Linked DNA regions of Sus scrofa: regions 2, 3, 4, 5 and 6 are each linked to region 1. Evidence: chromatin contacts called from public HiChIP or PLAC-seq and promoter capture Hi-C data. All regions are on one chromosome and are shown on one strand. The core of a region is the stretch at or near the end of the contact, and the rest is flanking DNA. Distances in the headings are between cores, read along the strand shown. Region 1 holds the start of OAZ2 (ornithine decarboxylase antizyme 2). Region 2 holds the start of NARS (asparagine--tRNA ligase, cytoplasmic). Region 3 holds the start of MTFMT (mitochondrial methionyl-tRNA formyltransferase). Region 4 holds the start of PCLAF (PCNA-associated factor). Region 5 holds the start of SPG21 (spastic paraplegia 21 (autosomal recessive, Mast syndrome)). Region 6 holds the start of ZNF609 (zinc finger protein 609).

The links. Promoter capture Hi-C pulls out the DNA fragments that hold promoters and counts their contacts. HiChIP or PLAC-seq counts read pairs in DNA pulled down with a chosen protein or histone mark.
Region 2: a promoter capture Hi-C map of fetal liver shows a contact between it and region 1, with 2.9 times the contacts expected there. The contact joins the promoter of NARS here to the promoter of OAZ2 in region 1. A contact is called at or near these places in 2 of 5 promoter capture datasets (fetal liver and liver), 3 of 47 Hi-C or Micro-C datasets (heart right ventricle, liver and skeletal muscle) and 2 of 2 datasets of contacts at active chromatin or transcription factors (alveolar macrophages and skeletal muscle).
Region 3: a promoter capture Hi-C map of liver shows a contact between it and region 1, with 6 times the contacts expected there. The contact joins the promoter of MTFMT here to the promoter of OAZ2 in region 1. A contact is called at or near these places in 2 of 5 promoter capture datasets (fetal liver and liver) and 2 of 2 datasets of contacts at active chromatin or transcription factors (alveolar macrophages and skeletal muscle).
Region 4: an H3K27ac HiChIP or PLAC-seq map of skeletal muscle shows a contact between it and region 1. The contact joins the promoter of PCLAF here to the promoter of OAZ2 in region 1. A contact is called at or near these places in 3 of 5 promoter capture datasets (fetal liver, liver and skeletal muscle) and 2 of 2 datasets of contacts at active chromatin or transcription factors (alveolar macrophages and skeletal muscle).
Region 5: a promoter capture Hi-C map of fetal liver shows a contact between it and region 1, with 2.6 times the contacts expected there. The contact joins the promoter of SPG21 here to the promoter of OAZ2 in region 1. A contact is called at or near these places in 1 of 5 promoter capture datasets (fetal liver), 5 of 47 Hi-C or Micro-C datasets (embryonic fibroblasts, heart right ventricle, liver and 2 more) and 2 of 2 datasets of contacts at active chromatin or transcription factors (alveolar macrophages and skeletal muscle).
Region 6: a contact with region 1 is called in a promoter capture Hi-C map of liver, with 4 times the contacts expected there. The contact joins the promoter of ZNF609 here to the promoter of OAZ2 in region 1. A contact is called at or near these places in 1 of 5 promoter capture datasets (liver), 1 of 47 Hi-C or Micro-C datasets (liver) and 2 of 2 datasets of contacts at active chromatin or transcription factors (alveolar macrophages and skeletal muscle).

Annotation. Positions count from the first base shown.
Region 1 is chr1:107,323,335-107,327,919 of Sscrofa11.1, reverse strand. OAZ2 (ornithine decarboxylase antizyme 2) reads right to left here and starts at 2,695. Exons shown (of 5, transcript NM_001301326.1): 1 at 2,501-2,695. The coding sequence starts at 2,520.
Region 2 is chr1:106,930,294-106,934,878 of Sscrofa11.1, reverse strand. It overlaps NARS (asparagine--tRNA ligase, cytoplasmic), which reads left to right and starts at 1,774. Exons shown (of 16, transcript XM_003121455.6): 1 at 1,774-1,973.
Region 3 is chr1:106,968,602-106,973,186 of Sscrofa11.1, reverse strand. It overlaps MTFMT (mitochondrial methionyl-tRNA formyltransferase), which reads right to left and starts at 2,549. Exons shown (of 9, transcript NM_001244826.1): 1 at 2,304-2,549; 2 at 764-973. The coding sequence starts at 2,524.
Region 4 is chr1:107,657,730-107,662,314 of Sscrofa11.1, reverse strand. PCLAF (PCNA-associated factor) reads right to left here and starts at 2,806. Exons shown (of 4, transcript NM_001244997.1): 1 at 2,672-2,806; 2 at 2,344-2,421; 3 at 669-831. The coding sequence starts at 2,717.
Region 5 is chr1:107,009,902-107,014,486 of Sscrofa11.1, reverse strand. It overlaps SPG21 (spastic paraplegia 21 (autosomal recessive, Mast syndrome)), which reads right to left and starts at 2,663. Exons shown (of 9, transcript NM_001244929.1): 1 at 2,421-2,663.
Region 6 is chr1:107,581,409-107,585,993 of Sscrofa11.1, reverse strand. ZNF609 (zinc finger protein 609) reads left to right here and starts at 2,647. Exons shown (of 9, transcript XR_002344510.1): 1 at 2,647-2,772.

The DNA.
Region 1 (4,585 bases), core at 1,446-3,945:
ATGAAATAAGAGGGGACTGCTGCAACGGGCGATGTACATGGAAAACAGAGCAACACAATGGGATGGTAAAGACAGCTTGGCAGGTGGGGGTCATGGGTCAAACAGGACTACAACAAACCAGGAAATGAATAGTGACTTTTCTTTCTGCACCTAGGGAAGAAATGGGGGTGTGGGAGCTAAGAGTCTGAGAATTAAGAAAATGGCTCATGGCTGAGAAGTGAGTAACTTGAGGTAGTAGAATTAAAGAGGCTATGGCAGGTATCTTAGGTATTTCTGGATAGCACTTGGGAGAGAAAGACTAAGAAATCCCTGAAAAAGACAAGACCCTTTTCTGCAGAGAAAGGGCTGATATCCACTCAAGGAGTATGATGAGAAGGGTCTTCTGGGAGGAGGGGAGGGGAGGCAGTGTTTCTCAACCCTGGTTGCCCATTAGAGAACGCTTTAAAAATACATATCAACAGAGTTCCCGTCGTGGCACAGCAGAAACAAATCCGAACGAGGAGGTTGTGGGTTCGATTCCTGGCCTCACTCAGTGGGCTAAGGATCCAGCGTTGCCGTGAGCTGTGGTGTTGGTCGCTGATGTGGCTCGGATCTGGCATTGCTGTGGCTGTGGCGTATGCCGGCAACTGCAGTTCGGATTCGATCCCTAGCCTGGGAACCTCCCTATGCCTCGGGTTCGGCCCTCAAAAGACACAAAATAAAATAAATTTTTTAAAAAGATTAAAAAAAATACATATTAATAGGCAGGCCCCCACCCTAGGCTAATTACAGCAGATTATTGAAGGTGGGGCCCAGGTGACTGATTTTTCACCTGTGCAACCAGGGTTGAGAAACACTGAGATACAAGAAAAGCTGAAAACCCAGCTGGAAAATTTAAAGAGGCTGCTGTTAAAGGAATGGGAAATGGCAAGTTAGAGACCATTTCTGTAAGAAGGGCACCTGAGTTTGAAAGGAAACTTGAGTGGTAGTTAGATCTCTATGTGAAGAAAAGCAGTAAGAAGAGCTATGTTTGTAAGAGGAACTAAAGCCCAGATTTGGATAGGCCATGGCACAATTTAAGGAAGATTTGCAGGGAATGGATCTGCTTGCAAAACAATGAGGCCCAAGTGAGGAGCAGAAGCCATAAGGCCAAATCTGGAGACAAAGGGTCTGGAGGGGGAAACTAATGAGCTTCAGACTCATTTTGGAGCAGGCAGCAACAAGTTTTGGGGAAAAATGAGGAAGAGAATTAGAACCCAAATTGTAAATAAAAGTCATTCTGATGTATAAGCAGCAGCTGGGGTTAAAAATTGTAGAGAATTGGAACATTAGGAAACAATTTCTCACTGAAGATTTAGGGACAGAAACATGGGACATGCTTGAGGCATAAATGCAGGACAAGGGCTACTTTGGAGGAAAAGAGGAAAGGTAGAGAGAGGGAAACTGAATAATGAATTCTGCCTAGTTTGGGCAGGGGAGAAGTACATGTGAAGTAAGCATATGTGAAGCAAGCTGTTTCAGAAAGATGTGCAGTCTTTCTCTCCAATTAATAAGGGAGGGCTGGGTAGGGTTTTGAGGAAACATGAAAGGTCCAGTGAGCAAAGTATGGGGACTGATTTGAAAGCACTGGAGGTACTGGGAAAGAGGTATAGGGAAAAACGCAGGGTGGGCTGAATTCTGTAACCTAATATTCTAGCGATGCGGATCGGTTAAGATGAGAAGAGTATAAGAAAAAGTGAGAAAAAGTAGTTAAAAGGTAGGAGTGTTTAGAAGAGTGTTGGGTGGAAGACATCATTAGGGAACAGGATGGAGAACATGAGTCAAACCCAAAGTGTTTGAGAAATAAAAAGAATGAGATTGGGAGACAGGGGGCATGGGCCCAAATGGGAAAAGGGTGTGGAGGGAGGGCTGGAGGGAAAAGAGGAAGCTGCAGTGAGGGGCCAAGGGGAGGACTAGGCATCACTGTAAAGACTGCGAGGCCTGGGGAGGTGGGGGCCGGGGAGGGGGGTGACAGGTGGGGGGGCTGGGTCCAGTTGAGAACTGAAGGACGGAGCTTTGGGGGGGTGATAAAAGAGGCGTCTGGTTGGAAGGTGCAGTTTGAATTAGGGAAGGGGATTCAGAGGGAAGGGTGAAGTGACTTAAAAGGGGAAGGAAGATTTGGGGAGATGGGAAACAATCTGGGGAATTAGGAATGAGAGAAAAAGCACGGTTCGGTGGGGCAGAAAGGAAATAGGGACTGGATTGGAAGACTGGGTCCCGGTTTGTGGGGGCTTTTACGGGAGGAGGAAGCCCGGATGAGGGGGATGGGCCGGGCTGGAGGGAGGGGGGCTAAAGGACGGAAGGAGGCCCAGCTGCGAGGCTGGGGCTCAGACTGGGGTGGCTGAAGTAGGGAAGGGACTCAGTGGGGGCTTGATGGTGCCCTCTGGAGGAGGGCCGGGGACCCGCTGGGTGGTGGGGAGAGGAGGCCCTCTGGAGCAGACGAGGGGAGGATGGGGGCGGGGAGCCTGGGCCGGGCCGTTACCTGTCCTGGGTGTTTATCATCCTCGGCGGCTCTGCTCAGGGTGGGAGGAGGCGGCGCAGGGAGTGGGTAGGTGGATGAGTGGGTGGGTGTGGGGTCACGCGCGCGCGCGCGGGGCCGATCTGTGCGGGCTAAGTCCCTGTCAGGCCGCGGGCCCAGAGCCCTCCTCCTTGCCTCAGCGAGCGCCTGCCTCCAACTGACCCTCCCCGGCCGCCGCCGACGCTGCAGCAACCGCCCCGCCCCCAAGTGCCTCATCTACATAGCCCCACCCCAGCGCCGCGCGGTGTCCTGGGAAACTGGGGCCCACAACAAAGGGCAAAGCACCGCCCCGCCTCTGCGCAGGCGCGTCAAGCCGGTAGCGGAGTCAGGGCAGCGCCAGGGCCTTAGGGGAAGCAGCGTGTAGAAGGGATCGTGCCCCAGGCGGTGTCGTGGTGGAGATGGCTGGGCGAGCCGTAGGATGTTTCATTTCAAGTAGAATTTATTGGGCATTGGCTTCACCCTTGTTTGCGTGGGGTTTAGCAGGGCTGTGACACTTATAGGCCCTGGGAAGCTATTAAACAAAACAAAATCGTTAATCTAAGATTAATACACATATATTAGTGTCATTCTAGGCTAAGGCCAAGCCCTGAGATCTCCATTACCTCCGCTCACAGTGCAGATCAATAACTTAAACTGTCAGCTAAGATCAGCAATATCTTCACCTTAAAAACATATCTCAGGCCAAGGGTTAAGGCCTTACACGGGCTGGTGGTCATCTAATGCCAAGTGGCTGTGGATCAGGATCATAGTCACCTGACAGTAGTGGTGGAAGGCACCAACACTGCCATGTTTACAAGCACTTCATATCACAGTCATGCAAGATTACTAATCGACAGTCACTATCCCTGCTGGTCCTTATCACAGATCAGTGCCAACAGGTCACAATCACTGGTATGCAGACCCCTCAGATCACAGTCACTGCAGGCTGCAATCACAGGCACTTCAACAAAATCAGCTTTTGACTCTGTTCACAGTCAACTCACAAGAGAGGTCACGTTATCTCAGATCATAATGGGTTACTGTCACCTCAAACGCCATTCATTCATTTAGTCAACAAGTAATTTTTGAGCAGCTACTTACTATGTGCTTCAGGCATGTGGTAGAGTCCAGGAATACTCAGTGATCAACTAGGCAAAGTTCCTGCCTTGGATGTCACAATCTGATCCGAGGGAGGGACACAGAGAGGCCATCATACTATGAGGTAAGTGCTCAATCTGAGGGAGGCCACAGAGAAAGCAACTAGGGAATTAAGGATGGCTTCAAAGAAAGGGTGGTCACAATCATTCCAGATCAAAGGTCACTCTGACTCCAGCTGAAAACAGCCCCATGTCACAAAAGTGCCACATAGAGCCGTCTCAGGACCTCTACTTGACAAACAATGTGCTTTTGGTTTTTGGATGATGATAAATCAGGGATGGAAGATGGGTTGGAGCTGCCAAACTAAGTCAAAAATTGAAGTGGTAAATGATACCAGAACTGCCCAGATTATCACTAGACATAAAAGCAAGACTAGTCCCATGCTCTGGCTCATTTTAGATCATCTATGTTGTCCCCAAGGGACTGTCCCTACCTGATTTTCCCATTTCAAGCCAGGTGTGTTCTTACATTAGCCCACAGCAGAACTAAACAATTACATCTAGCCCTGACCGATCCCGTCTAATTGTCCCAGAGACCTGGGCAATCTTCCTGTTCCCCAAGGAAGATGGGGTGGCTCACTTCTGCCAGCCCATCCCTGGATGAGTGACCCATGGCCTGAAGGACAGTTTTTGAACAGCCAGCAGATGCTAAATCACTGTGTCAATAAAAGCCACATTTACTGAGCATCATGCTGAAGCATGAATTTGTACAACAGTTCCCCCACGTCCATTTTACAGATGAAAAGAATTAAAACTCAGGGAGACTATGCCAACGAATATTTTCGAGGGCCTATATATACCAGCCAAGTTAATTTATTTGTTTTAATTCAAAGCCAGTAAGTGGTAGAGTTAGAATTTGTACCTGGGGTATTGCCTGATCCTGTGCTCTGTCTGTATTCACATGGTGTAGTGA
Region 2 (4,585 bases), core at 525-3,024, 390 kb after region 1:
TCTGAAAGCTTCCCACTCCCCCCTCCATTTGACTCTACCTTCAACTTTCAAGACCATTTGACTCTACCTTCAACTTTCAAGACTATCTCAAATCCCACATTGTACCCAGGTCAATTCAAAGAAAGGAGTCCAGGCTGATACGAATTGTGCATTTAGAAAGCTTGAGAGCATACAGCCTGGTGAGCCTACGGGGGGGGGTTGGGGTGGATCCTAAGAGCAAAAGAAGTCAGGGAGGGTTGCCAGCTGGAGAATGAGAGTTTATGTTTCCAACTGTTCGCCCTGGCTGGAGTATAGAGATTAGACTGGAGAAATAAGGAGGACTGAGAAGACAGGAGGAAGGATACAACAGCTGAGCCCTGAACAACTCAGGGGTTAGGGCACAAATCCTCACGCAGCCGAAAATCAGATTATAACTTTATAACTGACCATCGGTGGAATCAACCAACTGCAGATCCTGTACTACTGCACTAGGTATTTACTGGGGAAAAACCCACCCATCAATTCAAATTTGTGTTGTTCAAGGGTCAGCTGTGGTTACATTGTACCAGAAGGTAAGGACAGGTGCTGAGCCTGGAAAGTTTGAGAGTTTTGAAGGAGGGCCATCAGAGCTCCTATTCAACAGCGTGAAGCAAGAGATGGGTCATTTCTTGAGAGAGTTGGGGCAGTGGAAAAGATCTGCAGAGTCTGAGATACTTTGAAAACTGGCCAGAATTCATTAGGAGTGGGGTATGGGTCCGTCCCACCAGCATCCCTCAGCAGTTTGAAGGCCTGAGATTTGATTTAAGCAGGATCATGGAACAAAAGAACAATGATTAACTAGCAATACTATTTACATCCTAATTCAGAAAGTTCACTAGATGCCAAGCACACACTAGGCATTTCTGTATCTCACATTAACCTCCAAAGGCAGCCTTTCCAGAATATTATCATCACTTTACAGTTGAAAAACCTGTGGCTCAGAGAGATTAAGGAACCCGAGCAGAGTCACTGAGGCAGAAAGAGCCCTGTGTCCTAGGATATCTGGCTTCAGTGCCCCATTAGTCACCCGCCTTCAAGAAAAATGAAGGACACTTTATAGTGTCCTTCATTTTAACTTTTCAGGAAGAGATTAAAGACAAAGCTAGCAGTTTACAAACACGAAAGAGCCTGGGGGCCGCCAAAATAAATTAACGAGCAAACCTAAATGCTTAAATTTAACTCTACAAGCAAAAAGTTACATTTCCAGTTTTCTAAGTTAATAGTGTCACTGTAATGATAATTCCCACTTTTTGTTTGCAGTGTCAAATCGATTTTAAACATTACTGAGATTTTCTCAAACATTACTGAGATTTTCTTCGATTGCTTGACCGCTTCGCTATCTAGGCAAACACTAAGCTTCCCCTCCCCACACCCCAGCCCCCGTTCCCGGCCCTGGGTTGGGGAAAAGTGTCCTAGAAACGCTTACAGTGATTTTTGCCTCTTCTCTCTTCGAAACGTCTTGAGGAGCAAATAACTTTAGTGCATAAAAAAGCGCTAAAGAAGCCTGCGCGCTTGCTCCAAGATAACGCACGGAAAGCTGTGCTCAAACAAGCCTGAGATCCAGCCTCCCTTACTCACAGGGGAGGTGCCGCGCAGAACCGGAAATGTTAAGACCACGTGTGGAAAGGCAAAAGTGCCTGGAGACAACATGGCAACACGGAAGTTGCGGGCCTTGGGCCCCAGCCAGCGGCCCGCTACGGTGGCCCGCGGGGGCCATAACAGGGTTAGGACCGTGATTCGCTTCTGGCTCCCGGTGGAGCGGAGGAGGCTTCTACCCAGAGACTAGAACAACCCTGATGGGCGGGGGCGAAATATCGAGGACCGCAAGAAGAGGGCGCCCCAGCTGGGCGGTCTGAGGAGGAGAGAAAAACAATACCATTCACTGCATGCATTCATTCACTATAAGCACCGACAAATTTCAATTTGTTCTTGGAAGTGACTGTTTCCACGATGCTGTAAGTAAAGTTCTGCTTCCGGAAGGAGGTTGGACTAAACTGTCTGCCCAACAGATAATTAGCAAACGCTTACTGAGTGCAAGCTGTGCTGAGTGCCCTGGAAGGATGCCAGCATGGCATCTTACCTACATTCTGGTAGTGACATGTACGGGCCAGGGACCAGACACAGGGGGCAGGGGCAAGTTCAGTACGGGCTGTGGGTAGATGAGGAGCAAACCACTCTAGGAAAGAGGTTGACTGCTTTGTTTTTATTACTGGGGGTAGAAACTGCAGGAGGCAGGCAGAGGGTCTTGTCTGCAGTTGCCCTGGAGCTGTCGTCCCTTCTCTCACTTCCATTTCATGTGGTCTTCACTGGTGTTAGGAGAGTTTGTCCTTCCTTTGGGCAAAGAACGGTAAAGATTGGAGTTCCCGTAGTGGCGCAGTGGTTAACGAATCCGACTAGGAATTCGTTGCGGGTTGCGGGTTCTGTCCCTGCCCTTGCTCAGTGGGTTAACGATCCGGTGTTGCCTTGAGCTGTGGTGTAGGTTGCAGACGCGGCTCGGATCCCGCGTTGCTGTGGCTCTGGCGTAGGGTGGCGGCTACAGCTCCGATTCAACCCCTAGCCTGGGAACCTCCATAAGCTGTGGGAGCGGCCCAGAGAAATAGCAAAAAGACAAAAAACAAAACAAAACAAAACCAAAAAAAAAAAAACAGTAAAGATTTCTGCCTTCTGGCTTCAGTGTGGGTCATAGACATTTCAAGTGCTTCACAGAAATGAAAATACCTGGAGAACTGTTTGAAACCAAAAAACACACAAAATAATCATAATAATATACATTCCACTGTGTGAGAGATTGCATCAAACATTGTCTGACACCTTGCAGTGTGTTTTAACTGCCTCCCAATAGGCTATTCAGCTCCTCTTTTAAGCCAGCTGCTTCTGAGTAACGGGGCTTTTATCGGTCACTACTGTCCTGATAAAGCTGTGTAACAAAATGTTCCAAAACTCAGAGGCAACACAACAATCATTTATTCTCACTGGTCTATCTAGGAGTCAGCTGATCTGGACCAAGTTCAGGTGGGTTTAGTTCCAAGATGTAGACTGGATCCAGGTCACACTTCTATCACCTTCCTTGGACCAGTAAACTCTTCTCCTGATAATGGCAGGGGCAAGAAAACACACTCAACTGTACAAGCACATTTTTAAAAAATTTTTTTCCTTTAAATTTTTAAAAAATTTTTAATTATTATTTTTATTTTTATATAAATGCAATAAATTCATTGAGTAATAAAATTAAAAAATAAAAAATAAATTTAAAAAATACAAGCACACTTTAAACCTTCGCTTTTGTCAGCTTAAAAACTATGGATGACTTACAAGTTGAAAGTTGTTTTACTGGGGACAAAATGAAGACTACAGCCCAGGAGGCAGCATTTCAGATAACTTTGAAATTCTGCTCCAAAGAAGTAGGAGGGAGTGTCAGTACACATGTGATTTTGGAGGGGAAGTACATGCAGCCACACACACACATTTTATATAAGTTAGCTGCTAGCCTTGTGGAGGTTACTGCTAGTTACCAGGAGCAGATGTCACCATGAAGTCTTTTCTAGATATGAGATGTAAGAATTGGGCTCATAAAATCCTCTCCTGAAAATATTTAACTGTCGAAGACCTGTTCTGCCAGTTCTCCCAGAGCACAGAATGCCTCACTCCTGATCTCCACCCTGGAGACTTTCAGGGGGTGTTGAGGGTTGGCAGCCTGCAGTGACTCATGATTCAGTCTGTGTCGAGGCAGGTGGCAAGTACCAATCTCCACTTCACACTTTCATCACATCTGCCCATCTCCCACAGTCAGAAAAAATCCACACAGCCAAGCCCAACATGATTTAAGCAGGGAAGTACATTTTTCCCACACAGGAAAAGGACACACATGTGATTATTTTAAGCAGTAATCTAACTTGACGCAAAGCCCATGGTTACACAGTGAACACCACAGACATTTCTTTCATTGAAAATGTGTTCCCTGATTATAGCAGATGTTATGTACTGTGGAGATGGGCACGGCATTCTGTAAGTCCACAGATGCTGGTGCTACAGGCAAAAGGGGCACATCCTTAGGTGGACAATGCCTCTACAATTGAGAGGCATATTGCTGCCTCCTCCAGGGAGCAAATGTAATCTGCCAGCTACCAGCTGGCCACCTGGTCCCCCCCAAAGATTAGTATCTTAATCTTTGGTCCTCAAAGTTGGCTTCTGCTGCTGTCAGCCTGGGTCTTCAGCGGTGGTAGTCAGCCAGCCAGATCAGCCTCAATGAAGGGCAGTCCATGCAGCTGAACCCACGCATAGCCACCATCCCATTGCTAAATGGTCTCTTGGACCAAGAAGCTCTGGGAGGTCTGGGGGGGCAAGGCCAACCTTCACGGTTTACAAACACCTCCTCCGTACCTAATGCCTTCTAATGGGCATTTACAGGAGCAAGACGTCTTCACATTCTGTGCCTGTCCAGAGGAGTCCACCCACATACTTCCCCTGCCCAGACTGCACCTAATCTCCAGTCTTATTCTCCTCCAAGTCCCTGACCAATGGGTCAACCTTTTAGCCAGTGTCCATCAGCCCCTCAGGTCATCTCTAT
Region 3 (4,585 bases), core at 1,300-3,799, 350 kb after region 1:
TTCCTCTGTGCCACAATGGGAACTCCAAGGACTTGACTTTTATTCCGAGTAAGATGGAAAACCACCAGAGAATTTTGAGCAGTGATATGGTCTGACTTATGCTTTAAAAGGATCACTTGGGTATTGGGTGGGAAAAGACTGGTAGGACCAAAGACAGAAGTGGAGACCATTTAGGTGACTACTGAAGTACAAGAGCCAAGAGTGGTGGCAGTGGAAGTGAGGAGAGACAGTCATCCTAGTCAGATTTCAAAGGCAGAGCCAGTAGGATTTTCTAATGCATTGGATGCGTGGTGTGAGACAAGGAATAGAGAAAAACACCAAGGCTTTGAGTCTGAGCAACTAGAAGGCCAGAGTTTCCATGTACTGAGATGAAGACTTTGGGAAGGAGCAGGTTTGGGATGAAAGTTCAGGAATGTAGTTTAGGACATCTTAAATGTAAGGTACCTATCAGACATCCAAGCAGAGCTGTGGAGGAGGCATGGATACCAAGGGCCTGGAGTTCAGGATTTAGCTGAACCAGAGGGACAAATTTGGGAGTTGTCAGCAGATTTAAATGAGGAATTTAAATGAGGGTGGGTGAGAGCCCAGAGACAGCAATAAAGAGCATCATATATTTTAACGACTCATAACGTTAATAACATTTTTTATTTTAAGAGAAAATACTAAAGAAAGAATTAGAGCTCAATTTATTGCACTTTAGATACCAGGTGCATTATAAAGACTGAGCTCTCTTCACTGTTATTTCCCCACAAATAAAACTTACTAGGGAAATTTAAGAATAAGAGCCTCACTCAAAAGTCGGCCAAATGAAGCCACCACTCCAACATCATATTCTCCAGATCCCACATCTGGCCACTCATACACTGGAAGCTGAGACTGGACAGCAAATTGCTTCACTGGCAGTCCTTTCGGTGATGGGGAGGGCACTGTGACCACCTCCAACTTTTCAATTAACTCCTCCTCCTTGTTTTCCCTAAATTGGAAAGAGCAAAAAAAAAAGTGACAGTGTTAAGACCAAAATGTAAAGCTAAACTACTCCACACATTTCTAAGGCATTTTTAAGATTAAATTCACAAAGCACTTAAGGGAAAATGATTAATACTAGTGCAACTGAGAGATGAGGTTTTACTTTTTATTTAATTTTAATTGTTTTAAAGAGCCACAAGTGGCTACTGGCTACTGTTACAGTTCTAGAAATTTCCTATTCATACTAAAACTTATACAGTACAGACATTTTACACAATTGGGATATAATATATACTGCTCCACATTTAACTTTTCTCAACACCATGTATACTATTATGTGAGTCTTTTTTTAAAAAATGGGTTAAATATACATTTGCTTGTATATCCATCAAACACTTCTAGAATAAGAAGCTGAAAACAGTGGGTATCTTTGAAGAGAGGAACTGGGAGACAGAGATGGAAGGGACTGACTTTTCATCGTATCCTTTGAATTTTTTACTATAATTACATGTTATTTGAATAGATACTTAAAATCTGTGTCTATATAGATACACACATGTCATGGACATCATCCTATGACACTACATGTAGCACCACCTCATTTTTTTACCTGCTGTATAGTATTCCAATGCCCAGAGCTGTTCAGTTATTTAGAAGGTATTGCATCATGTTGAGGAGTTATGAGAAAAGGAGTAGACAGGAGGGCCCAAAAGAGAAAGTGCAGGAGTACTGGCACTACCAAGTAAAGCATCAGGATACGTGCAGGGAGAGATGGAGGAAGCAATAAGGGGAATGCAGCACGTGGAGAGTGCGCTATGGAGGGTGTGCGGAGGAAACATGTGTGAAGACAGTGTTATAGAAGGTGTTACATGTGTGGAGGGAGAATACCAGCGGAATCATGAAAGAGTCATTATGAGGGTCTGCTGTGAAGTATCTGCAGGGAAGACTTGAATGGAGTTGTCAGAAATGAGTGTGAGGGTGCATCAGGAAAAAACAAGAGTGAGGAAATAAAAAATGTAGGATAGTTTCCTTAAGCGCAAAACGGCCTGGAAGGTGGTGGGACTGGACAGAGGGTGCCTGTAAAGGGGCCAGCACCAGCCAGGCGCTGCGGAGAGAGTAGGGAGTGTAGACCCGACAGGGCCAGCCTGGCACTCACAGGCTGACCCCGCGCACCTTCCGGGGACGCCAAGATCTGGGCCCACACTCCTCTCGCGCTGCGAGAGGGCCAGGATTTAATCTCTGGCCCTGACCAGGAGTCGAAACCCTCGAGGCCAGCCGGAGGGGCTCCAGAGCCATGTCCTCAGCAACCCGGACCTCCCAACCCCCGGCCCCGGTACCTGGCGGCGTGCAGCGCCCGCAGCGTTTCCCGGGCGAACTCGTCAGTGCCAAAGAAAAGCACCCGCCAGGGCGGCTTCTCGCGGACCCGGACGCCCCATCCGTCCTCCCCGCCAGGGGACCCACTTAGCCCGGCCAGCGCTGGCCACTGCGGGATCTTCCTTCGGCCTGCGCAGCCACCGACAGGCAGGGTCCCCCAGCAGCGCCGCATAAACACTCTCATCGCCTCTGCCTGCGGCCTACACTACGCAGGCGCATAGGAGTGCGAGGAGGGCACCCGGCGGGTGGGGCGGAGCCTGGGAGGAAACCCGATGGGCGAGGTCTTTCAGCTACTTGGGGCGGGGCCTGCCTGATCAGCGGCTTGGCTCATCTGTGTTTAACAGTTGATGTTTACCTGTTCAAGCGTCCCCGTGACTTCCGCTGCATTGGTTTGCACGATTTCACTAATCTCCCCCAAATAATTTTTATTCTTATGGCCGCTCCCCACGGCGCATGTAAGTTTCAGGGCCAGAGATTAAATCCTGGCCACACCTGCGACCTTTGCCGCAGCTGTAGCAATGCCCTTTAAACCCACTGCACCAGGCCGGAGATCAAACCCGCACCTCTGCAGCAACCCTAGCAGCTGCAGTCGGATTGATTCCTAACCCAAATTCACCTGTGTGTTGAATAAAAAAGAGGAAGGAGTCCCTGGTGGCTCACTGGGTTAAGGATGCTATGCATTGTCACTGCTGTGGTTCTGAGGGTTTGATCCCTGGCTCAGGAACTTCGGCATGCTGCAGGTGTGACAAACAAACAACCACCACAAACAAAACCAAAGAGGAGTGGGGGTGGGACTGCATTTCCGGTGATTTTATTTTGCTAATCTGATCATATATGAGAAGGGGAGCAGGATGGGATCCCAACCTTCTACCAAGTAAATTCTCTTCCAGTACTCTCTTTTAGGGTAAGTGGAATATGATTCTAATATTTTTTATTCTAATATCTTTAAAATTGTCTTTCTCCATATAATATGTCTTACAAATACAAGCCAAATAGTCATTTGGGTTATTATCTTAGAATCTGGCTGCTGTCTAAAGTGTGACTCTTGGAGTTCCCGTCTTGGCTCAGCAGAAATGAATCCGACTAGCATCCATGAGGACCCAGGTTCAATCCCTGGCCTCGCTCAGTGGTTTAAGGATCCAACATTGCCGGGAGCTGTGGTGTAGGTTGCAGATAAGGCTAGGATCTGGCGTTGCTGTGGCTGTGGCGTAGGCCGGCGGCTACATCTCTGATTTGACCCCTAGCCTGGGAACCTTTGTATGCCACAGGTGTGGTCCTAAAAAGACACACCCAAAAAGGGTGACTCTTCATGTTTGTGTTTATGTAATTCCTCTGCTTATGTTAGAAAGCCTGCATTATGCGCAATTTTCAGCAGCCCAAATTCTCTACAGGTAGCCCCGCCCAACAGAGCTGCCTTGAGCTGTTCATAGCGCCCTCTGCCAAACACAGCGCTGGCTCAGTGTGAGGGGCCAATACCAACCCCTTCCTCCAGGGAGCTGCCTTCTACCATTGACATATAATTTTCTAGCGGGTGGACTCTTTTTAGAAAACTACTTTTTAAAAAACTGAACATAGGGAGTTCCCATTGTGGCTCAGTGGTTAACGAATCCGACTAGGAACCATGAGGTTGCAGGTTCGATCCCTGCCCTTGCTCAGTGGGTTAAGGATCCGGTGTTGCCGTGAACTGTGGTGTAGGTTGCAGATATGGCTCGGATCCCACGTTGCTGTGGCTGTGGCAGAGGCGGGCGGCTATAGCTCTGATTAGACCCCTAGCCTGGGAACCTCCATATGCCGCGGGAGCAGCCCAAAGAAATGGCAAAAAGACAAAAGTAAATAACTGAACGTGGAAAAAAATCTGTTTAATAAATTAACTGAACATGGTATTATTGTACAGCTGACTTTTTCCCAGGATGCTAAAAAGGAGATTTTTCTGAATTTCTTGGTGGTAAATTTGGAATGGGGGGGGTAAGTCCATTTCCTAGCCCAAACAAATCCATGGCTGGAGCTACTATAAAGCACACAGAGAAGATGAGGCCATCAGCTCCTAATGGCAAGAAGTTTTAGGTAATAAGACATCCGTGAGTTCTCTGGTGGCCTAGTGGTTAAGGATTTGGTGCTGTCACTGCTGTGGATTGGGTTAGATCCCTGGCCCTAGATGCAGATCTAGGTTAAATACAGATGATCTGCATGCCCTCAGCAAGGCCAAAAAAAAAAAAAAAAAAAATTCAGAAAGCACATTCAAGGG
Region 4 (4,585 bases), core at 1,557-4,056, 330 kb before region 1:
CCATGTGTCTCTTGTTTTGTTTTGAAGTATTCTTATGTACTATAGAGAAGTTATCAGAAAATACACCATGTTGCTGCAGCTGTGGTATGGGCTGGCAGCTACAGCTCCAATTAGACCCTTATCCTGGAAAACTCTGTATGCCTTGGGTGTGGCCCTGAAAAAAGCAAAAAGCAAAAGAAAGAAAAAAACAGAAAAAAAGCAAGAAAATACATCATGATGTTGGTCTCTAAGTGATGGGGATTTCTATATTTTCCAATTTCATTAGTTATATTTGCCTGTGAAGGTTGAACTAGCAGTTTTTTGAGAAGTGATTTCAAGACAATTCAAGGTAGATAGACGAAAATGTAAACTGATTTTTGAAAAAAAATAAAGACTATGGAATACAGACAGTACAGCTTAAAGAATAAAGAGCAGGAGTTCATGATTAATAATGTAGCACTTATCATCTGAATGGACCCTGATCCTCTTTGAGCGACTGAAAGGAGAAAAATAATACCTATCGTTGATGTTTGAAATTTGGGAGTGACTTATAATAAGAGGTTAAAAAGCATATGGTTTGTATTTTCTTATCTGGTCAAAGAGAGATTTTAAAAGTTACTTAGTGTGCTGTTGTCTTTCATTTTCAAGAATACATATGTTTCTTTATATTCCAGAATATAAAAACTTACTTTCTCTTTGCTTTTCCCAATCCACTGCTTCCTGCTTCTTCAGGAATCCTATTCTCTTTTTCTGAATCTTTAGCAGACAGCCTGAAGAATTCTCCAATTCCTTTTTGCCACTTGGGAGTTGGGCGCACACAAACTGGATTCCCTCCTGCATACTTGTTTTCGGCTATAAAATATAAATGGATGGGACTCAATAAAAATCTCCATTCCTTAAAGGGAAACAATTCTTTATTATCAAATCTAAAGGGTATTAGGAGTTCCTTTGTGGCTCAGTGGGTTAAGGATCCAATGTTGTCACTGCTGTGGCTCAGGTTGAAGCTGTGCTGCTGCTTATATCCTTGGCCCAGAAACTTCCACATGCCCTGGATAAGTCCAAAATAAATAAATAAATAAATCCAAGTGTATTAAATGGTAGCAGTGCATCCATCTTAAATTGAATTTTATCTTGTAAATTATTTTTTTTCTTTGTTTTTTAGGGCTGCATCCATGGCATATGGAAGTTCCCAGGCTAAGAGTCATATCGAAGATGTAGCCTCCCGCTTTCGCCACAGCCTTAGCAACGTGGAATGAGAACCACGTCTTGGACCTACACCACAGCTCACAGCAACACTGGATCCTTAAGGCCAGGGATCCAACATGCATCCTCACAGATGCTAGTCAGATTCATTTCCGGTGAACGACAGCAGGAACTCTTTAAACTGAATTTTAAAATGTGCCACGATGGAGTTCCCATTGTGGCTCAGTGGTTAGCAAATCCGACTAGGAACCATGAAGTTGGGTTCGATCCGTGGCCTTGCTCAGTGGGTTAAGGATCCGGCATTGCCATGAGCTGTGGTGTAGGTCAAAGTCGCAGCTTGGAACCAGCGTGGCTGTGGCATAGGCTCCGATTAAACCCCTAGCCTGGGAACCTCCACATGCAGTGGGTGCGGCCCTAGAAAAGAGCAAAAAAAAAAAAAAAAGGAAGACAAAAATGTGACATGATAAAGCTATATTCAGGCAATAATACTTTATAATGTTTATCTTTTAGCCTAAAAAATAGAATTAACAAGATATTTATAAAATATAAATATTCTTCAGGAGTTCCCGTTGTGGCAGAAACGAAAAATGTTTAAGATGACATTGCGACAATGTGATTAGCACTGTCAACTATCATCCTAATTCTTTTTTTTCTTTTTTGACCTCCCGGATATGTGGAATTTCCAGGCCGAGGATTGGAGCCGCAGTTGGCGAGATCTTTAACCCAGAGAAGGATGGAACATGCGTCTGGGCGCTGAGAGCTAGGATCCCTGTTGTGCCACAGGGGGAACTCCTCATCCCAATATTTAATCTAGGAAGGGAGTGCTTAAATAGTCTCTTTCAAGGAAAAACCCAGCTGCCAATATTAAGAAAAATAAAAACGCTAAAGTAGAGGGGGGGAAAAAAGGTTGGAAGAGAAACTGTGTCTGTCCCCAACCCAAGGCTTCAGATTCTTTACCATTCGACCCAACTCTACCTCAGTCTGCCGAGAGACCAAGGCCCCCCTCGTTGTATCAAAGGGCAAGTTAGAAATTCGGGCCTGAGGCTCTCTGGAAAACAAATTCCACAGTGGGTTAGGAGGCTCGCAGGTCAGAACTGTGATGCCTGGCCTGATCCCCTTTTGAGAGGGTTCCTCCCAGGAGCTTGCAGGGGCGCTTTTTACCTTTCCTTGACGAAAGCGACGTGGAATTAGCAGAGGTGGAGGAACCCAACACCTTCCTGGGGGCTCGAGAAGCCACCACTGTGGAGAGAGGCAAAGGAGGGCATTCAGAAGAGAGCAGGCATAGTCTCCGACTGGAAGGAAGAGCCCCGCGATCCAGAACAGCAGACAACTGTCCCCTGTCGGAACCGCTTCTTCCTCCTGGTTAAAGGGGCCGGGCCGCTGCTTCCCCGCCGGCCGGACGAGTTTGCGGACGGGTCTGTGGGGAGCCCCGGCCTCTCCTGCTCGCCGAGAGCTGCCCTCCCTCCACCACCGTACTCAAATGCCTCACCTTTTCTGTAGGTGCCAGGGACACTGTCTGCTTTAGTCCGCACCATATTCGAAAACGAGATGAGAGCAACCAACCGTCTCTCCTGCCGAGGGTGCTTCACGGGACAAGGCCCCAAAAACGAATCTCCCGCCACAGTTTATATTGGTCTCTTTCCCGCGCGCTCCACGGACAACCCCGGGCCGCCTCTCCATTGGTTCCGCGCCTTTCACGCGCAACCAATCGCCAGCGTCCAGTGGTGACTGTGGTAGAGCTGGGCGCAGTGCTGACCCGTCTATCAATTTGCAGAAGCTTGTGATTCGTATCCGCTCGGAATGGGTGGTGCCAGGGCGCTTTGCTGAGGTGCCCCAGGTGTGGGTGCTAAGATTCTGAATTCTCTTCTAAGTGCCTGCTTAGAAAAGAAAATACCAGAAAGACAGCGAATTACAACATTTCTTCAAAAGATAACCACAGGATTAAATCCGTAATGATCGATTTCTGGACGTGACACCTGAAATGAGGCGGACTTTTTATTAACTCTGGCATGAACTTTCTTTACAGCATCCATAACTAAAACAATTATATGGAATGGGGATAAAAGAAGCTAATACAATTTATTTACGGGGATTTGATTTAAAAAAAAAAAAAACCTTTTTAGGAGGCTGTGAAACTGAAGGAAAAAACTTGGTGAATTGTGTATACATACATAAAAAGAAACATTATTTATAATAATAAAATGTTTTCCCGAGACCTGTCACGGTTTCAGAATACCTTAAATGTATGTCCGCGGCACACAGTGAACATTACTTTAGAATAAGAGCTAATAACTATTTTCTGTCCCAATGCTTATCCTAATTATTCACGATACCCCTGGGGAGTGATTTTTCACTCTGAATACCATGCACATAACCTGATCAAAGCCTTAGGATGCATTTTGTTAAATGTATACTTTAAAGGAAACCCTAAAAGTGTAAGCAGGTCGTTGGTTCTCGTCAATAAATTATGGCTGAAATTTCAGAAAAGTCTACTCAGTACTTTAACAGAATCAACAGCTACTGCGTGTTTCTGAAATACAGAATCTAGATGATATTAACATTATAACAGGAGGAAAGGTATTTCAAATTCCCTGTAGCTCTGGCCAAATCTAAAGAGTCTAAGATTACAGCCAAAGTCCTATCAGAAAAATCAACAAGCCCTAGAGTATCCCTAGTTGTTCTTTGTCATCAAGCTCCTCTCAATACACAATGCTTTCACAATACACCTTATTTCCTTTTCAGTTAATTGGTTTCTACAAAGGGCTGAGTTACCTAATTCCCAAATCCCATAGAGATCAGAGCTTCATAGAGAATCTGCTGGTCTTTTCCCTTAGTACATATGCCAAGTAAATTGCTACAAAAAATTGCAAACATATCTTTGCACATAGGGGCAGTCTACATGGTACTATAGCCATATTTATGTTTGTCTTTTTAATTACAATTATGATAAAGAAGGACACATAATAGAGTAAAAATTTAGGAAAAAGGTAGTGATGCATAGTAAAATTTTTTTTTTTTTTTTTTTGAGGGCCGCACCTGCGGCCTATGGAAGTTCCTAGGCTAGAGGTCCAATTGAAGTGTAGGTGGTGGCCTACACCACAACCATATCGATGCCAGATCCGAGCAGCATCACCCACACCACTGCTCATGGCAACAACACCAGGTCCTTAATCCACTGAGCAAGGCCAGGGATCTAACCTTCTTCCTCAAGGTTAGTAGTCTATTTGGTTACCGCTGAGCCACAAGGGGGACTCTGTCTAGTAAAAATCATTTTCTTTTTTTGTTTTTTCAGGGCTGCACTGTTCAGCATATGGAAGTTCCCAGGCTAGGAGTCAAATTGGAGCTCTATCTGCGGGCCTACGCCACAGCCACGCTGGAAGAGCGGTGTCTGTGACCTACACCA
Region 5 (4,585 bases), core at 1,414-3,913, 310 kb after region 1:
CCAACATTAAACTTGGTTTCACCTTTACATTCTAATAAGGGTCTCTTTTCTCAAGGCCAGGATGGTACTTTTAGAAAAGTTTATTAAAATCTTAAGTGCCTCTAAAGCATCAAGAAAGTCATCAGCTAGTTTTATGCTGAAAAATCAGTGTGCAAAGATGTACTTCTTACTCATACTGAACTGAAGAAATCATTCTCTCCACATCCATTTCCTCTTAACAAATACTAACATGTTAAAAATCAAAGCCATCTGAATTACAGCCTTTCTCTAAGCTGGTCACTGATTTTAACTGAAAGCAGCTAGCACAAATAGTTAATTATGGAATATTTTCTACCTAGACAGACTTGAAATACTCCTATATCACCTAAATATTTCCTAATGAAGACATTTTCTAGTATTACATTACTATAAACAATTACTGTTGTATAGGAGGAAATATCAAAAACATATTTAGATTTAAAAAAAAAACCTACTCAATAGAGTTATAAAACAACTTAGCTAATTAAAGCCAGAAAGTTTGCTTCTAGGTTCACCAAACTTGGGATAAAATATTCATAGTTTAGAATCCATTGCAATGTACAAACCAAACCATCATACAAATACACACACTCCCATCATAATCAGGCACACACATTCACCGTCACTCATCCACTTCTTCCCGCAACAGTTAAGAAGAAAGATGTTCCTTACCACAGTCTCAGTATTATTCACAATCATCCAACATTATAACAATTTATAACTAATCTTGCTGGACGGAGAGATTCCAGCCAACTGTGACTAAATTTTTGTAGAGGCAAGTGATTTTAACACTTGTGCTGGTTTGGCAGGACATGAAAGGTAAGATAGATACCAAATGCTGCATCTGACCAACTGACGTTTAAGTGAAAAAAAAAAAAACTGCTGCAAAAGGAAAGCAGCTGTGAGTGGTATGAAAAGGCAGTTTGTTCTCCCAGCTCTCTTTCATCCACTACAGGGGAAGGAATACTTCTCCAAGTCATAAGGGGAACATTCTGCATATGGCAAAAAAAAAAAAAAAAAGTTAACTGAGATTTTGACCAAACTGGTCAGAATTAAAGAAAGAATGTGGACCACAAGCTCAACACTGATCTGATCTCTCACAATTCGACTCTTCACAAAAAAAAAAGCACCTGTTCATGCTGGTGGGAAAGGGACTGCAGGAATTTTGCCTTAATCTTGCCTAAGGAAACCCCTCCTCACGAGTGCTCTGGACACCTGGGCCTCTCTGCCCCTTGTGCTTGCTCAACAATAAAACTGTGTGCACCAAGAATTATGTGCACTTATGTCTCAAGGTTTCAACAGAACCAGCCAATTTACAGTCCACTTATCCTCAGGGTTTCAACAGAACCTGCCAATTCACAGTCAATGAAATCGCCTTTACAAATGTCTAAGTCATATAACCAGTTTAACTAGTCAGAGGTTTTCTGATCCTTTATCTCAACAATATGATCGACTTATGGACAATCTGTGATTATTATTAACACCATCAATAGCCAAATATTAGAACCTGAGACTCTCTAGGTGATGCCATTGGCTTTTTAATGTAGGCCTCCATACCTCAGCATACCAGTCCAGAACTATTCTTTTTTTAGGTTTCCTCAGGGGAAGATTTATCTCTCTTTTCTTCAAAAACTTATTTCATTACCTTCTAAACCTCATGGGAGTAAACGCTGATTACCTGACATTTCGACTGTGACACCTCATCTTGTATAGATGGCTTATATAAAAGCTTTTGGAAATTTGGCACACAGCTATTCGATTACCCCTCAGTCTCTTGAATCTTTGTGCCAACAGGAGCTGGAACATTGTAGGTGGAGACAAAGCAGCAGCATATGCAGAATTTATGACTCCCCAGTTAAAGGAGAAGAGGAAAAGTGAGACAGCCTAGCCCTGCTACTTTCCCCATGCCTCATTCACCAGCCTCACACCTGGACCCCACTCAGCAGTGACAAAGGCATTTATCACTTTCAGCCTGAGGTGCAATCTCCAAAACAACTAGTCTGCTTAGAGTTCTTAAAAGTTTACAGAAAAATATGTTCCTGGGCCGCAGCAGTGTAGCCCCAAGATAGGATTACAAGAATGTACCCAGGTCAAGCGTCCTCCACCTCACCCTAGGCGACTCATACACAGACCTCCACCTTCTCCCACTCCCACTATTGATAGCCACACAAAGGCGGGGTCACAGGCACACGGATCTCCTCCACGAACTCAGAATCGACCTCAGTCAAACACACACAGGGACATCCAATCACGTGCATGGTCACATGAACTGATACAGTCGGATCCACACAAACTCACGCCGACAGAGGCAGCCGCTCACAATACAAACCACTCTCACCTGCAGCCACAAACACATCAAACACTCACACCCTCCGCTTCTCAGGGCCCAGCCAAACCCTCACCTTCCGTGGCCGCCTCCAGTTCCCTTTCCCGCCTCCCCAAGGCGGCTTTTCCCTCCAGCACGGGTCCAGTCCAGGGAGGCTGCTGGGCCCGGGTCGGGGCCGGTGGGTGGAGCGCTCTGTACCCGCAAGCTCTGCAGACCTTGGGGGCGCGTTGGAAAGCCGGCCTCCGAGGGGCGGGGCGCGCGGCCAAGCAGGCCTGGGCCACCGCCCTCTCTCGCGAATCTTTCGCGCAGCTGGCCTGAGCCCCGCGCTTCCGGGTTTGGAGGGGCGGGGCCACGTCGCGAGGAAGGGGCGGAGCTGCGTGTCTCCGGCGGTCACCATGGCCACGGGCGGGTTGGACCGCAGGGCTGCACTCCGAGAGCTCTCCGTACATCCTGTCTGATGCGGTCTCCGCACTCGCTCAGGCTGTGGCGGCGGGCGCGGGTAAGAGGTCCGAGGAAATTCTGGGTCAGTTCTAGGTCACCTATGTGATGTGATCACCGAAGGAGAGGTTGTGGGAGTGGAAGAAAGGGGCACTTGACCCTCGGGACCTGCCTTTGCCTGCAGTTCACGCCCTCTTGGAGGAAACGGATGCTGGACGTTTTCTCTCCGCCGTATAAAGCTTTGAGGGAACCCCTTTGGGTTTCAGTCCTTGATGAACAGGGCTTTATATACCCTCTTTTCTTGGCAAGGTTTTTTTTCCTTTGCACAGCCACCGACGGCCTTCATAATCCTCCACTGTAACGTTCCCGCCTCCCTTCCCAGGCTTGTGCTGACGTTCTGGGGATTTCCGGGAACAGCTCCCACTGAACCTCCAACTCCCTCATCGTTTTCCCTTAAAGAAAATAAGAGAATATTAATATATTTGTAAACATTATTCTCAAGTAAGATGTTGCAGAGGTCACGACTCTCTTTTTCAATAGCATATTTTCAGCTGTGATAAGGTAGAATAACATGTTAAATCTCGTTTTAGGAAGTTTTTTAGTGATCCTGCCACAAAGTCTGTTGAAAATGCTTCTTCCTAATCTGTATTAGGGAAAACTTGTACTCTAATAAAAGCCTTTCCCTTTACCCAGGCAATTGTTTTGGGAATTAAGGTCAAGAGAGGATCCGAGTAAACTATCTTAAACTATGACCTCTGCCCTCCTGCTCAGGAGCTTTGGATTCCAGTCTAGAACCTGGACGAATCTCAAACGCATTTCTCAAGAACACAATATATCCATCACCCCCCAGCCAAAATCACCTTTCAGTAATAGAGAGATCTTTTATTATAAGCACCACATAGGAACTATACAGGGAATGTGTTTTCACGGAAGAATTTTAACCTCGGACTTTTTCCCAAAAACTTAGGTAATGAATGGGATAACTGGCAAATCACTGGTTGTATATAAAACCCATTATGGGTACCCATTACATTGTTTATCTTCTCCCACAGTGGTCTGGGAGCTGTAATTTTTTTTTTAATTAAAATTTTTCTTTTTAGGGCCAAGCCAGCAGTATATGGAAGTTCCTAGGTTAAGGATCAAACTGCAGCTGCAGCTGCAGGCCTACTCCACAACCATGGCAACACTGGATCTGAGCCCCTCCTGTGACCTATGCTGCAGCTTAGGGTTAAGCTGTGGATCCTTAGCACATGTGACCTATGCTGCAGCTTAGGGTCAAGCTGTGGATCCTTAACACAGTGAGCAAGGCCAGGGATCGAACCCACATCCTCATGGATGCTAGTCAGATTCTTAACCAGCCTAGCCACAACAAGAACTTCTGGGAAATTTAATTTAGAGCAAAGGGAACAGAGTGCTTTAACTAATGCCTTAGCTATTATAATCTGGCTAATAATAAATACTAAATGTGTACTGAATGAATTGATGTGCAAATAAAGAAATCAATCCACATGTATTCCTAAATCTGTACTCCTTAGATCCCATACTCCCAGACCTCGCTTGACTATCAGCCCTAATGAGACTTGAACTATGGATATGTGTAAATGGATTAGAAGTCCTTATTCTGTTAATTTGGTAATATTTTTTAACTTGACTCTTGATAATGGAAAACCATGCAGACTATTGCCTTTGGAATGGATAAGCAGTGAGATCCTGCTGTATAGCACAGGGGACTATATCTAGTCACTTATGATGGAGCATGATAATGTGAGAAAAAAGAATGTATACATGTATGTGTGACTAGGT
Region 6 (4,585 bases), core at 1,398-3,897, 260 kb before region 1:
ATTCATGGTACGAGTTAATTCATGGAATGGTCAGATTTCCTGTGTGACAATGGAGGGTCTAGGAAGAACCTAGTAAATATTATACCCTAACTTGGCATCAGGTAAATAAGGGGCAGGGAGGATGACTGAGAACGCATAGATGTATCACTGGAAGGGAGTGAGATGTTGAGAAAACAGCAAAAAATGTCAATGGGGAAGATTTGAAAAGCATCTAGAGCTGCACTGTCTAATATGGTAGCCACTAGCCGCATGTGATTATTTAAATTAAGTGAAATCAAGAATTTATAGTTCTTCAGTCACAGTATGATATTTTAAGTGCTCAAATAGCTACATGTTGTTAGTGACTTCTGAAATGAACAGTGCAAGTATAGAATATTTCCATCATTGCAAAAGTTCTATCAGACAGGGCTTGTTTGGAGTTGGAATGAGCACACTTTTTCTCTAAAGGGACAGAGAGCAAATATTTTAAGCTTTTCAGGCCATACAGTACGTATTGCAACTACTCAACTCTGCTGTTGCAGTGCAAGCAAAATGAATCCATAGATAATGTGTAAATGAATGAACATGGCTATTAGCCAATAAAACTTTATTTTGGGGCACTTAAATTTGAATTTCACATAATGTTCACATCACAAAATAGTCTTCTTTTGGTTATTTTTCAGCCATCCAAAAATGTAAAAACCATTTTTAGTTCATGGGATATACCAAAACAGGCATTGCACCTGATTTGACCCGTGGGCCCTATTTTCCCAAACCCTAGCCTAGAGGAACAGGAAGTCAGGTTCTTTTACTGTATAGGATGTCAATTGCTTGAAGATTTTTAGTGGTTCTTCTAGGCTTGAGAAATTTCTCTCTAAAAATTAGAGTTCAGGAGTTTTCATTGTGACATAGTGGAAATGAATCCATGAGGATTTGGGTTCAATCCCTGGCCTCCCTCAGTGGGTTGGGGATCTGGGTTGCTGTGAGGTGTGGTGTAGGTCGCAGATGTGGCTCTGATCCCATGTTGCTGTGGCTGTGGCACAGGCCAGTGGCTACAGCTCTGATCTGACCCATAGCCTGGGAACTTCCACATGTTGCGGGTGCAGCCCTGAAAAGCAAAAATAAATAAGAGTTCGCTGTAGGAATGTTTCTTTTGTTCCCTATTTTTGTAGTCCAGTCTCCTACAATGGTAGAGTCATGCTCTTTAGTAGGAAATGACTACTTAAATGGTAACCCTTAATTAAGTCATATCTAAGCCTAAAACACTAAGCCCTTCTCTTTCTCTACCTGAAAGTAGCTGAATCCTCACTTGTAATATCATCAGTGTAGATTAGAGGTTTGCTGTCACCTGGCATCAGTTTTGTTTTTGTACTGTCCTAGAACAAGCTGAATATGGGTGGGCCAAGGGGAGATTATTTTTCATAGATCAGACAGGCCTAGCGTTCATCTTTAGCCATCACCCCCTGGTGTGCACACACGTGCACACATACACACACACACACACACAGCTTTTGCATGTGTATGTGGAGATGGAGAGTGAAAGGATTTTATGACCCAGTAACATACTATTTTGAGTGGCACTGTTGAAGGATGCCTCAGGATAGTGGAAAAAGGAAAGATGAAAACTGCAGAGCTAAGGTGGTCAAGGACACAGGAAGGATATAATTTAGGCTAAGACTTGAGAATTAAGATAAATTTGTTTGCTATAGAAGGGGGTGGATGATTTAGGAGGTGAAGAGTATGATATGTTTCATAAGTGAGAGGTGGGTGGGAGTGTTCACTTAAATAAGGACTGAATGCCTACTAGATAGTGTGCTGAGCAATCAGATGAATGGCAGATAAGGAAAGAAAAAGTTACAATCATAAATAGAATGGTGGGTTGGAAAAGAACAATAGGACTTTTAGGTGATATAAATCAACAGGATTTGGTGATATGGGGTGATGAGGTGAAGAGGGGTATAGGATGAGAAATGGGTGCTTGAACAAGAAAACTAGTGATAATCCTAAAAAAAAAAAATTGGAAGACAAAGGATAAAAAATTAGGGGATTGATACTTTGCTGAAACAACGGATAAAATGGATGAAACCACCATGAGCTGTGTTTGCCCTTCTGTTCTTTGTAGATGTTCACATTCACACCCCTTATGGCTCTTTCTCTCCCCACGGTTGGACACTTACAGAATTGGTGTCTTCTGTATTTAAGGTGCGATACTTCCCCAGAGACCTCTCTGCGAGGAAGTCTGGCCACCGAGAGTTCTTTCCACGAGGAGAGAGCGTTAGGTTCGAGCTCTCCCATCCAGGCTTCTTCGAGTTTATCTCTGTTTTAACCGACCGGCCGGGTTTTCCAGCATTCCCAGAGCTACGCGTCTCTAATCCTGGCTCCGAGTCTCTAATCCGGGCTCCGTGTGACCGCGCGTTCCGAGACCCAGGATTTGGCTCCGCCATCCAGGTTCCGGGTTTCCCCTGCGCTCTACCGCTCCAGACTCCACACCAGCCCGGAATCCGGATCCGAGGGCCCGATAATCCAGTGTCCGGGTCTTCCGGGCGGCCCTGGTTGTCCCGGATCGCGGCGGCGGCGGCGGTGGCGGCGGCTGAGGGACCCGCGGCCCCGGAACAGCGGCACCGGCGGGCGGGGCGGAGCGGCGCGAGGAGGGGGCGGAGAGCCGGCCGAGGCGGGGTGGGGAGGGGGGAGGGGCCGCGGGAACGGATGGCGGCCTGGGCCCCGTAGCAGCGGCGGCTCTACGGCCCGGGGCCCGGGCGGGCGGAGGTGGCGGCTCCCGGGACCGGTCGCGCGGTGAGTCCCGAGCTTTGTGTGGAGCTGGGGCTGGGGGAGGAGTGAGGCGGCGGCGCTGAGGGGGCCGGGGGCAGCGGCGCCTGACGGAGGAAGTGGGGGTTGGGGGCCGGGGCGGAGCGAGGAGAAGGTGTGTATGGCGGGGTGGGGGGGGGTCGTTGCGTGGGTGGGGGAGGGGGGAGTCGAGGGGATTGGGGTGAAGTTCAAAGCGTGGCCAGGCCGGTTCACGCTGAGGGTAGGGGTACCCGAGAGGGATTAGAGTCTGGCCAGGTTGTAAGGACAGGCCAGAGAGTTTTAGAGGCCAGTCTGGTATCTTGCGGGGGGCCCAGGGTGACTGGAGCTAGTCAGGGAGTTAGGGGGGTTCAGGGCGAAGGGCTGGGAGCAGGACGTGTGCGTGGCCCAGGAGGGGGGAGCAAGGTGGCTGGGGGCGTGCAGTAAGTAGCTTGTGGGTGTGTGCTCCTTGTAGTCTTCAGGTCACATTTACTCCTGTCCTTTTCTTCAAGATGGAGGGATCCCTAGGCCTGGCCCTTAAACTACTATCCTTGTACCCTCGGGAGGGTTTGTGACCCTGTCCTGTTTGGAAAACCCATGCTGCCCTCTTTTCCCTTTATGTGTAATTACGGTTGGATCATCTCTGTGCTTTGCTCAGATTCTCCTTCCTCCCTCTGGGGTTGAGGAGGAGGAGACACATCTGACCAATTAATGTGTGTTTGTGAAACAGGCAGCAGCAAACAGTCATTTCAGCTTCTAGGAATTAGGCTCACACAGGGTGGAGAGATCATAGCCCTTCAGGGGGAATATTTCTGAACAAATCACAGATGATTAAATTCTCTAAGAAACAGCTTCCTACCTAAATGAGAGTGGGAAAGATGGGGGAGAAAGCCTGTCTGTTTCCAGCCATGTGTCCAGAGCCCCAGGGGTTGAGGAGAGTCCCCAATCCCCCACAGGCCTCTCTTTTCTGTATTAGGCTTTGCTCTGCAGCCTTGAGTTAATTTCACCCCTGCTGCTTTGTCTTGGGGGAGGGAGTGCTGGTTTAGGCTGTTGTGAGGAGATGACTGTTCTGCTGCCACACACAATAGTCATGTCATTTTATCGGGAGTGCTACCCCAGGGCTGAGAACTGCTGCTGCAGAGATAAACCCGTCCCTCTCACCCGCCTATTGTGTACACAGTGAAGGTCATAGGTTCAAGTCTTGTCTGAGAGCTTTGGATATGCTCCATCTCCCAGGCTCCTCAGTGCCATTTTCTTCCTTTTCCAGACTGGGGCTTGCCATTGGAGGAGGCCAGACAGAAAGGCTCTTCTTTTTGAGTGAGGAACAATGCACAGCTCATTGGCACACATTTTTCAGAAGAATAGGGAATGCCAGCCATGTTGTGCCTGCCTCTTTGGCTGGCCTGTACTAAGTTGTGCAGGAATAGTGGCTAGGGGACTCACCCCTCGTGTTTGTGTCAGACCTTTAAAGAAGACTCCAAGGGGAGGGTTTTACTCTTGTTTGAGCCAGCATGTTTAATTCTTTTTATAGAAATGGGACACTCATGTTTTTGTTTTGATTTTTGTTTATTTGTTTAGGAATACCACTAAAACCCTGTGCACGGTTAAGATAGGGAGCCAAGGACCAAGTACCTTTTTAATGGTGACTTCCTGCTCAGAAAAATTGCACAACAAAAAAGCCACAGAATTTGCCTATCTGGGCAAGGGCTGTGGAAACAAAACAACTTTCCTTTTAATCTTTATTTTAATTCTGATGAAAGGACTTGACTTACTCATTGTGCAAGAAAGTCCATATGTGCTTCCGTGTTTGAGAAAAAATTGCCAG